Linked DNA regions of Mus musculus: regions 2 and 3 are each linked to region 1. A link is a contact called in public ChIA-PET and HiChIP or PLAC-seq data. All regions are on one chromosome and are shown on one strand. The core of a region is the stretch at or near the end of the contact, and the rest is flanking DNA. Distances in the headings are between cores, read along the strand shown.

Region 1 (3,244 bases), core at 521-3,020:
GTTTGTATGTATATGGTTGTGTGTTTATGTGTGTGTATGATTTGCTTGTTGTGTGTGTATATGTATGTGTGTATGTATATATGTATTATGTATATGTGTGTATATGTGTGTGTATGTGAGTGTTTATGTATATGTAAATATAGTGTATATACATGTATATATGTATGTATGTATGTGTGTATAGATGTATGTGTGTGAGTGTGTATGTGTGTGTGTGTGTATGTATGAATGTATGTATGTGTGCCCGTTCAAACACAAGGAGGCCATAAGAGTATGGTTTCACATTCCATGTCATTGCCTACGAACAGGATCTTCACTGAAGCAGAAGTTTGACATCTCACCATTTTGGCTACTTTGGCTGTCCAGTGGACTCCCGAGATCAGCCTGCCTCCATCTCCCAACACTGGAGTTCCAGGAATGCGCAGCTTCTTTACATTAGTTCTGGGGATCCAGGTCATTTTGTTTGTGTGGCAAGTGTTCTTATTCACTGAGCCACCCACCTAGTACCTAGACACAGTCACTAGTTCTTTGCCAATAAACCAATGATTTTACAATGTTGTTCTGTATATGGTGTATAAAGACAGACTCTCTATACAGACGCATACAGGGACATGGCACTACATGGGTCAGTTGACAAAAATGTTGTGACCACAGGCTTAGGGAACCCATGCTTTCCCTGGTAGCAATGGCTCAGTAGATGCTAACTCAGGGTGACTCTTTACAGGTTAAACTACTGTGCTGTGGGAAATGTGAAACACTGGAATAAACGTGGAGCCCATGTTCATTATTTTGTAGAGAGGACTGCTAGTCTTATCAGAGTCACATGGCTCACTGGAAATATTTCAGTCACTGCTTCAGGCTCTCCATTGTAAGGGCACAAGGCAGATCTTTGGAAGATCTTTGAGAGTGGGGTCCAAGACAGACTGTGCCAGCCAAGGCCACCCTACCAATGGCCCAGGAGATGTTACAAATAAAACCCGCAGAACCCCGGAGCCTAGCCCATGACTAGGATTCCCAGGGTGCTCTCTATCAGCAGAAATGGTATGGCTTTCAGACCTAGGCACGACGTCCTGATTGTCCATTGGCATCCTTGTGGCCATTCTTAGTTTTCTAAAAATATAAACCTAAAGAACAACAACAACAACAACAAAAGACCATAATAACAGCTGCTGGTCATGAATACTTCCTAAGAGTGAGTCCACACTCTTACCACCACCTCGGCAAGAGGTAGGTCACAGCAAGCTCTCATTTGCAGACGAGGAAAAGGAGGTAGAGGTGGGGCTCAAGGCTTCAAGGTCCACCCTGCTAAGCACCAGGCTGACCTTGTGCCATGCAGGTGGGGTAATGACCACTTGCTGAGTTCTCCACCTGAGTCGAGTCCTTTGACTGTCAGAGGCTCCAGTGTGAGTCACCATTAACATCTGACCTGTGTACAATTCTCGGAGGTCCATCAGCTGAAGCCTGACATTGCCTTCAGTCGAAGGACAAACTGTAATTCTTCGGCTCTTCTTGTATCTGGGTGAGGTGACAAATTCGAGGAGCTTCTAAAAATAGCTGGCAAATTCTAGGAGTTGCTAAAAATAGTGTAAGGGAACTCAGCCCTACTAGAGAGGGGATCAGTCTGACCTTTCGCCTTGGGGCCCAGCCCTCCTGAGGGTGACAATTTCACTGCTTCACATGACATTTGGTTTCCCTCGCATGTGGCTTGTTAGGATTGCACTTACAGGAAGCCAGAGAGAGCCTCTAACCTCGTCCTGGGCTATTTCTTGCTGTGTACTCTCTTTCTTTTCTCTCCCTCTTGACTTCCTGGGTTTGTGAGCATCTCACTGAGGCACCAGGGCTAGTGGCAAGCTCACTACTTACTGGGGAAGGTGTGCAATGGGTTGGCAAAGGTAGCCAGGTGGCAGGGCCTGACTTCTGCCACTGCCCCAGCCTCTGGTGTCTGTTCCCACTTCAGTAAACCGGTCCCAGTTATTAGAGATATGCTCACTGAAGGGATCGTTTAATAACTCTATGTCACCTTGTTCTAATCTACACACACACACACACACACACACACACACACACACACACACACCAAAACAAAACAAAACAAAACAAAACAAAACAAAACAAACAAACAAACAAAACCATGAGACAACACACTTACCTCCCCAGGAGATGTCCCAAGGAGTAAATTATCACTCACGGGTGCTTTGAGCCAGTCAGATGAAAGGCTTTCTCTAGAGAAGTGTTGAGTGCAAGTGAGGTCTCCTCAGCTCTCAGCCCCGCTGCCACTTGCCACCCTCTACTGAAAGTGCTCTTCAGGAGAAAAATGTGCACACACTGCTGGGGCAGACGGAGGCAAAACAGAACTAGCTTCTAGGACCGGGTCCATAGTGCCTAACCTGGACTAGCCGACCCTGCATTCTCAGCTTTCTGCATTATTGTCAGGCCAAGGGAACTGGAGTATTCGTGTTCCCATAAATACCCTTCCACAGAAAGTTGACAGCTCGGGAGCCAGAGTTTTCAGCTTTCTTTCTACTTCACCAGTGAGCCTGCCGCAGCTGTGTCAGCCCACCCGCCCTGGATGCATGTTCTCTGCTGCGTTCTGCAGGCACTCTCAGAAATCCTCAGGCTGAAGCATCTCCTCATTAAGAAGAGTCACATCTCCCAGAAACAGAGCAATGTCCCCATAGAATAGGCAACTGTAGAGGTGACCCTCAGGGCTGCTGTGAACTGAGAAAGGAACAGGGAGGGAGGGGCAGACGGGCAGAGGGGCAGAGGGACAGAGGGACAGAACCAAAGGCCTGAGCCTTGGAGTTCCACTGCAGCCTAGGCAGCACTGTGGACAACTGTCGAGCTCTGATGTATTCTGAAGTTGTAATAAACATCTGGCCACATCATAAACTTACTACTTGAAATAAGAAATCTCACGGTGGTATCTCAGGCCGGGGCAGGAGGCCACAAGTGTAGGTCAAGAGAGTACATAGCATGTGGTGAAGAAAGGTGTGAGAACTGCCTCATCTCGGGTCATGGAGGAGTCCTTGGAATGGTCCTGAGGTAGATAGAGGCTTGTCATCACAGGGGCTGTCCCCCACTCCTTCCATCCCCCAGTGTGTGTTTAATGCAGCTACCCCCAGGCTCACCACACCCGCCCTTGGAACCTAAATTAAGCGGTGAGAATGAACCTTTGAAGATTGTCTTTCAATCTAGGAGAGACTTGGATGTTCAGGGAAGAGAAGAAGAAAACTTGAAGGCCAAG
Region 2 (3,244 bases), core at 303-2,802, 620 kb before region 1:
GGAGAAGGAGAAGGAGAAGAAGGAGAAGAAAATTAAAACAAACTAGCTAAAACACCCCAAAACCAAGAAGATAAAAACAAAACAAAAAGCATGCAAAAAACATGGAGTCTGTTTTGTGTTGACAACTACTCCAGGACTTGGGGCCTGCCCTGCAGTGTGGTCAGAATAGGCCAACTCTGATTGCATTGGAGAAAATTGATTTTCCTTTCCCAGCAGCTATCAGGTGCAAATAGCAATGTGATAAGGGGGACTCATGTCTTCTTCCCCTTCTCTATGTTGGGATTTTGTCTGCTTTGAACTTTGTTCAGGTCTTGTACAGACCGACACCGTCTCTGTGAGTTCATATGTGTAGCAGCCTTGTTGTGTGTGGAAGATGCCATTCCTTGGAGCCAGCCACTATCACTGTCTCTGAGAATCTTTCTGCTTCCTCTCCCACATAGGTCCTTGAGTCTTGAGAGAAGGGGTTTGTTAAAGACATTTCATTTAGAGCTGATTACTCTAAAGTCTCTCAATTTCTGCACACTGTCCAGCTGTGGGTCTCTAGTTAGTCACTATTCACAGGAAGGTGAAACTTCTCCATGAGGGTGAGGTGACACATTGATCTATGAGTGTAGCAATATATCCATATTAAATCATCCAGACAGTTTATTGCTATGTTTATTGCAGAAGTTGCCTTTAGCAGTAGGTTTCCCACTAGGGCCTATGACCTATCTATTTTAGACTTTTGGCCACTTTAGCAGTGTATTCTTTAGTGTGGATTCTGTTTCATGCAATGCGTCTTAAACCCAATCAAAAAGTGGCTTGTTACTCCTTTAACATCTGTGCCATAGCACATCTGTATTGCCTGCAGAAGACCACCATTGTAGGTCACAGGGTTTGTAGTTAAGTGGTATCGAGGACAAATTTTTCTCCTCTGGTATTATGCAAAGTACCTTCTAGCACCATGGATACCAGTCGGCAGGGGCAAAGCTTTTAGCTAGGCACCAGCTTAAGTTCTCCCTGCTTGATGACATGAGTAAGTGTATCTTCAGCAATAGGGCATTACTGTCAGATTATAAAGAGTGATGTAACTTTGGCAGTGGTAAAATTTTATTTTTAAACCAAGAAATTTCTGTCTGTGTTACCTCTGTTTACTTCCCATTTTTCAATAAAACATGAATTTAGAAAAATTAAGTCTTTTTAAAAAATTCCATGCATATTTTTTTTATCCCTTATAAAATAATTTAGTTTGTAATGCTGTGTAGGATCATTCCTAGGAGTCTGTGTTTTAGACAATTGATTACTGTCCCAGGTTGAGAGTTGAAAATAGGACTACCCTTATGTGGTTTTAAGCAGAAGGAAGTATAATTCTTCAAAATTCCTGGAAGGACTGCAGGCCGCCATTGACGGAGAGAGCACAGCTAGTTTGTTCTAACACCAGCTCTAACACCCACCCTCTCCTCAGCAGCTTCATGTGTTAAACCGAAAGCAAAGAAAGGCCAAAGCTATGCGTAATCTTTACAGATGCTACAGGCAAAGGGAGATGGTATGAGATGGCCGCGTGCCGCTTTGAACAAGGGCTCATGTGTGAGAACACAGCTGTGATGTGGTTGATCTGGAGGCTGACAAAGGTACCTCGTGTTCTAGGTCAGGAAAGCGGCAACCCTGAGTCGCTTTCTTCCCTTGTGAAACTTATTATCAAGAGATACCAACTTGCTGCCAAGTCAGGGTGTAAGTTTAGGAATGATGCAAACAATCTGAAAGACAGAGACAAAACAAAAATATTTGCTGCTTTGCCAGAGAAACAATGAAATATTTAGCTGTTGTGTGTCTTTTATGCTCCGGAAGCTTCCGAATTGGCAATCTTTGTAACTCTTAGAGTAAAACCGAGGAAAGAGGCTAGGAGAGGCTCATCCTGCTTAGTACCTTCTGGGTTGTTCTAGAGGAGAGATCATCTCATGTATGCAGCCTCGCATAAACCGAAACTGAAAGGCCAAAGGGAATAAAGCTCAGCCTCTTACGCTTTAGGCGGCACTAATGAACATCTTGATATTTATATGTCTTCTAATACTTTAATAACAAGCTATATAGACTCATGTCTCTTCACCACTCCACCCTCACGAGCCCCGCCTCTGCATACTTTCCATCTATATAGACAAAGGTAAACAGTCGGTTTGGGTTAGAAGATGTTATTTGGGAGCCATTCTTATAAGATTCAGGTGGAAGCAGGCAGGGACAAAGAGAGAAGCCTTCCCGCGATGCCATCCCTGGGAGCTCAGCCACACCCTCTCACTGGGAGCACGGACTTTCACTGTGGCAGGAGGTGTTTGTTTCTGGGTCACAGCTCTGTATTGACACTGCTTTTTGTTTTGTTTTGCTTTCTTCTTCTTTCTGAATGACTCAGATGTTGGTCTGTTGCTCTGGGTTAATGGCAGGAACAAATCATAGGGCCCACTGTTGCTAGGCTGGAAGGAGTGGACGTGACAGCTGGCACTCACTGGAGGAAGTTAACATCTGGACGCTGGAAGGCCTAAATCTGGTGACTCAGCCACCCTGCTTTCAGATACTTGTATGCGATGTGCCCATAAACATCTGACACTTCCTGGAGCGGTAATAAAGTTCATGACAAAGATTTTGGTGTCAGTAGTCTCTCTGCTAGGATATTAGCCATAGTGGTGATCAATTCTGAGAATGGATGGACTGTTATTAATTGCTTACAACTTAACACATGCCAGGCTCAGCCCTACCAGTTCATATAGCATAATACTGTGAAAGGTATATTGGCAGGTTTCCCCTCTTTTATTCAAAATAGTCGTTTCTCATATGAAATCAAAGTTTGCTTTGTAATTGGCCAATACCCAATTTAAAATTAATTCAAACTGAGTCCAGTTAGACAGAAGGGGATTCCAGGAGTGTTCACAGAACAAGTGTTATTAGAAGAAATCACAAAAAGGCAAAAACCAAACTTTAGCAAGCACTGAACCTTAACTCAGAGTAACTACGCCTGCTTTAGAAGGCAAGACACTCAACAGAAATTTAGAAGACAAAAATATAAAAGGCTTTGGACATGAACTAGCATAGTCAGATACCGAGGACTGAAGGAACTGGTTCAAACAGCCCAGAAGTATTTGATACAGGGCTGTTCATTCAGAGGGACAAAGATTCTGAAGGTTTTGGTGCATAAGAAAGGGCAGATCAGTTTAAAAGTGCTTCTCCGGGATTACTATAGTTATCACCAACTTTACCTTCCTCTAAAAATCTCATG
Region 3 (3,244 bases), core at 325-2,824, 600 kb before region 1:
GATATCCTTGAACTCCAGAGACTTAATGATCTTCAAATAAGTAGTATTTAAACAAATCCCTTTTCAAATGAAGCAAAGGTCTGTTTATTTAATAATCACCATAAACTTTAAGTGGCAGAGAAAACTCCCTTGAATTGATATTTTGTAACAACTGTGTATACTGAGTAGGTGTTTGACTCCTAAAAGTTAAAGGTATTTCTGTTGTTGTGGTTAAATTCTGAATTTTACTGGCTAATCTGTGGGGATAAAAAAAAATAATTACTACTATGTTCAAATTTTGAGCATAAGTGGCCTTTTGTACATTCACATGGAGGGAAGTGGTGAGAGCGAGTTGTTCATCCCTGCAGCTGATGAGGACTGTGTGCACCCATATGCCCTCAAGGTATAAGCAGGACACCCACCACACCTTTATTCTAGTGCACAATGCACAGGGAAGCCTGTGACTCTGGAGGTTAGCATCTGCTCTGTGAGATGCCCTAGACATGGCTTGATGACTCTGTGGGGCTTTTCTATGCAGTCTCTGAAGTCAGACCACTCTGAGGCACATCTATGACAATGTGGTTGGTTTTTGTCTATGTGCAGATTCCTGTGTAGTTGGATTTGTTTGTTTGTTTGTTTGTTTTTTATGGGATTCTTTGAGAATTCAGAAACACACACACACACACACACACACACACACACTATAGATCTTTCTTGTTAGGGAGTTCCACAAACACCCTGAAGCCTGCATGACAACCCCTGATGCACATTCTTATACTTTAATTAATGAACTCATCGTGGATTATTTCTTTAATAGCCTTTCCAGGCTGTCTGCATTTTATTGCCACTTTTTGTCAAAGGAAACATTATTTTAAAAACAATTGAGCAGAATGAGAGTTTTTGAAAGGATGGAAGAAGAAACAAAGAAACAAACTTAAAATCCCAGCAGCTCCTGAGATTCAGTCCCCTTAGAAAACAAACACACTCTCTAGCAAGTGAAATGAGTCAGCACACTCTGTCTATGCTAATTTAAGAAAGGAAAATAAATTCTGAGTTCAGAACAGTACACCCCACTTTTCTAGGCGTTTCTGTCTCATTCTTCATTGAAGTTCTGATCTCTCCTGCATGATGGCCTCCGGCCTGCTGGTCTACCTACAGCTAGCTCCTCTTATCACAACACAGCACATTCTTATCTCTTCTCAGTAAAAACTACCAACTGGGTAAAAATATTTCTAACTGAATTCTCATTTAACATGTGAAACCGGCTCTTTTTCCTCCAGCCTGTGCAGTTTTTTCTTTTTTCTTTTCGGTTACAGGATGTTGTCCCCTTTCTTTTAAAAAAGATCTTTGAGGCATATAAGTTCTGAACTCAGAATTTATTTTCCTTTCTCGAATTAGCTGTAGCTAGAGTGCACTGAGTCATTTCACATGCCAGAGAGTGTGTTTGCTTTCCTCGGCGCCAGGTTGCCCTTTAGCATGCAGAAAGTTAAGAAGAAGGCAGTTTCACAACCCTCCCCTCTTAGCACCTGTCTGCAGTCTCACACCTGAAAATCAGCCTTGTCCTAAAGTGCTCATATGCTGGCCGGAAGTCCAATGGTCACCTCCATTTAAATGGCCTCTCTTCAGGTGCAGTTTTCCAATCTCCCACTAGTTGGGGCTCTACACAAAGAAAAGAAAAGAAAAAAGGAAATAAAGGGGCTCCACAGAATTATTTACTAAGCAAACACTACGCAGGAAGACTTTATTTTCCGTGTTCTTGAAAATACGACTGGTCATTTTATTTTGGTTCTAACACATCGACCACAGGTTTGTTTTGGGTTTTGGTTTTTGTCCCCCCCTCTAACTGCCCCCCCCTCCGTGGGTCAGTTTTATTTGCTCTTCATACCTTGATTTGAAAAGTCTGAACCAAGGTTACTACTGCTTTTGACATCGTTTAGAGGCAGTCAGCTCTCTCAGTGCGTAGTTGCTCTAAACTAGGAACGTGGAAAGTGCATAGACTGAACATTTAGCACACAAACTACAGCTCCACCTTCTCAGTAAGATTATTCTCTGCTCTGCTCTTAAACCCGCAGCACCAAATGCAGCTGATATTTTCTCTCTGTCTCTGTCTGTCTCTCTATGTCCCCGTGGGGCCCCCTCCTCTCTCTCTCTCTGTTTAGTCAGGATGAAAGATCCCCGTGGATAGTCACAAATAATCAAGATCCTCCCGTGCGGTCCACTGGCGCTCAGTTTTAGCTTTGTTTGTCCGGTCTTTCTCCACCTCCCCGGAGATCCTTTGGCAAATCAGATAAACAATGCCTTTTTTGCTTAAGGCAGAAAGAACAGTTGAATACAATGGGAGGCCAGACTTGGCTGAAATGCTGGCTGCAGGTGCTCTCAGCATTGTGGTCATTTAAACCAGATGCTGGGGAGTCGAAGCACCTGCTTCCCCTCTCTGTGTACACTTGAGAGACTGTGCTCCTGCGTAGGACAGGTCAGCGCATGGCTAAAACGAGTGGTGCCCCACAGCAGCATCGTTCTGGTTCATAAGACAGTTGGTACTAGGAAGAGCTTCGTACAGAGCCTGTTTAATCCTCAAACATATGTAGTTTAATTCAATATTCTTCTCTCTCCATTTCCAGACATACCATCACTATTCTGTATACACAGACAGACAGACAGACAGACAGACAGACAGACAGACACACACACACACACACACACACACACACACACACACACACACCTCTGCAACAGAGTCTACTTAAAGTAGACACTCAGATACAACGTTATTTTTCTCTGGTTTATATTATCTAGCAGGAAAGACTGACTAGGAACAAGAGGGTGATGATTTTTATGGTTCTGATAAAAATGAGACAGATGCCGAAAGCCTTGCATAGCTCAGATTTTATGAACATCTCTACAGCCATCATAAATCTATGGACAATCCACAATGAACATTAAATTGTGTACCTTGAATGTTGAGCATTAAATAAGAGATCAGGGTGACACTGCTTGTGTGTGTGTGTGTGTGTGTGACTAGACTAGATTCAAAGCTATAAGAGACTAGTTTGGTATTTTTGTACTAAAATTATTCTAAAGCACAATATTGCAAATCTAAATATGAATACATTAACTTCAGGGATATGTGAAAGTATTCAGAGTGTTTGTGGTATAGCTGTATGAGTCAGGCCTTGCCCTGATGTTAATATTTTAATTTCAATTTAAATATTTCTTTTCATCATAAATTCATTTTGGAACAGAGTCAGTTCTTCACAGTGATGCA

The links. ChIA-PET counts read pairs in DNA pulled down with a chosen protein or histone mark. HiChIP or PLAC-seq counts read pairs in DNA pulled down with a chosen protein or histone mark.
Region 2: a contact with region 1 is called in an RNA polymerase II ChIA-PET map of effector CD8 T cells, with 10 times the contacts expected there. The contact joins two enhancer-like sites. A contact is called at or near these places in 2 of 484 Hi-C or Micro-C datasets (bone marrow-derived macrophages and nephron progenitors) and 2 of 115 datasets of contacts at active chromatin or transcription factors (effector CD8 T cells and embryonic stem cells).
Region 3: a contact with region 1 is called in a BATF HiChIP or PLAC-seq map of CD8 T cells, with 6 read pairs. The contact joins two enhancer-like sites. A contact is called at or near these places in 6 of 39 promoter capture datasets (the C10 cell line, cranial neural crest, liver and 3 more), 1 of 15 datasets of contacts at CTCF or cohesin (large pre-B cells), 1 of 484 Hi-C or Micro-C datasets (bone marrow-derived macrophages), 13 of 115 datasets of contacts at active chromatin or transcription factors (the 230-238 cell line, CD8 T cells, bone marrow-derived macrophages and 7 more) and 1 of 9 other capture datasets (embryonic stem cells).

The regions. Positions count from the first base shown.
Region 1 is chr10:44,401,992-44,405,235 of GRCm38.p6, reverse strand. No RefSeq gene overlaps it. Among named protein-coding and RNA genes, the nearest start is that of Gm35028, 24 kb to the left of the region's middle. Within about 2 kb of position 1,770, at least 23 of the 459 cell types and tissues checked have an H3K27ac peak or open chromatin away from gene starts, as enhancers often do. A contact at or near this core is called in CD8 T cells and effector CD8 T cells, where this site is marked.
Region 2 is chr10:45,018,804-45,022,047 of GRCm38.p6, reverse strand. No RefSeq gene overlaps it. Among named protein-coding and RNA genes, the nearest start is that of Gm40639, 3.9 kb to the left of the region's middle. Within about 2 kb of position 1,552, at least 68 of the 459 cell types and tissues checked have an H3K27ac peak or open chromatin away from gene starts, as enhancers often do. A contact at or near this core is called in effector CD8 T cells, where this site is marked.
Region 3 is chr10:44,999,386-45,002,629 of GRCm38.p6, reverse strand. No RefSeq gene overlaps it. Among named protein-coding and RNA genes, the nearest start is that of Gm40639, 23 kb to the left of the region's middle. Within about 2 kb of position 1,574, at least 132 of the 459 cell types and tissues checked have an H3K27ac peak or open chromatin away from gene starts, as enhancers often do. A contact at or near this core is called in CD8 T cells, where this site is marked.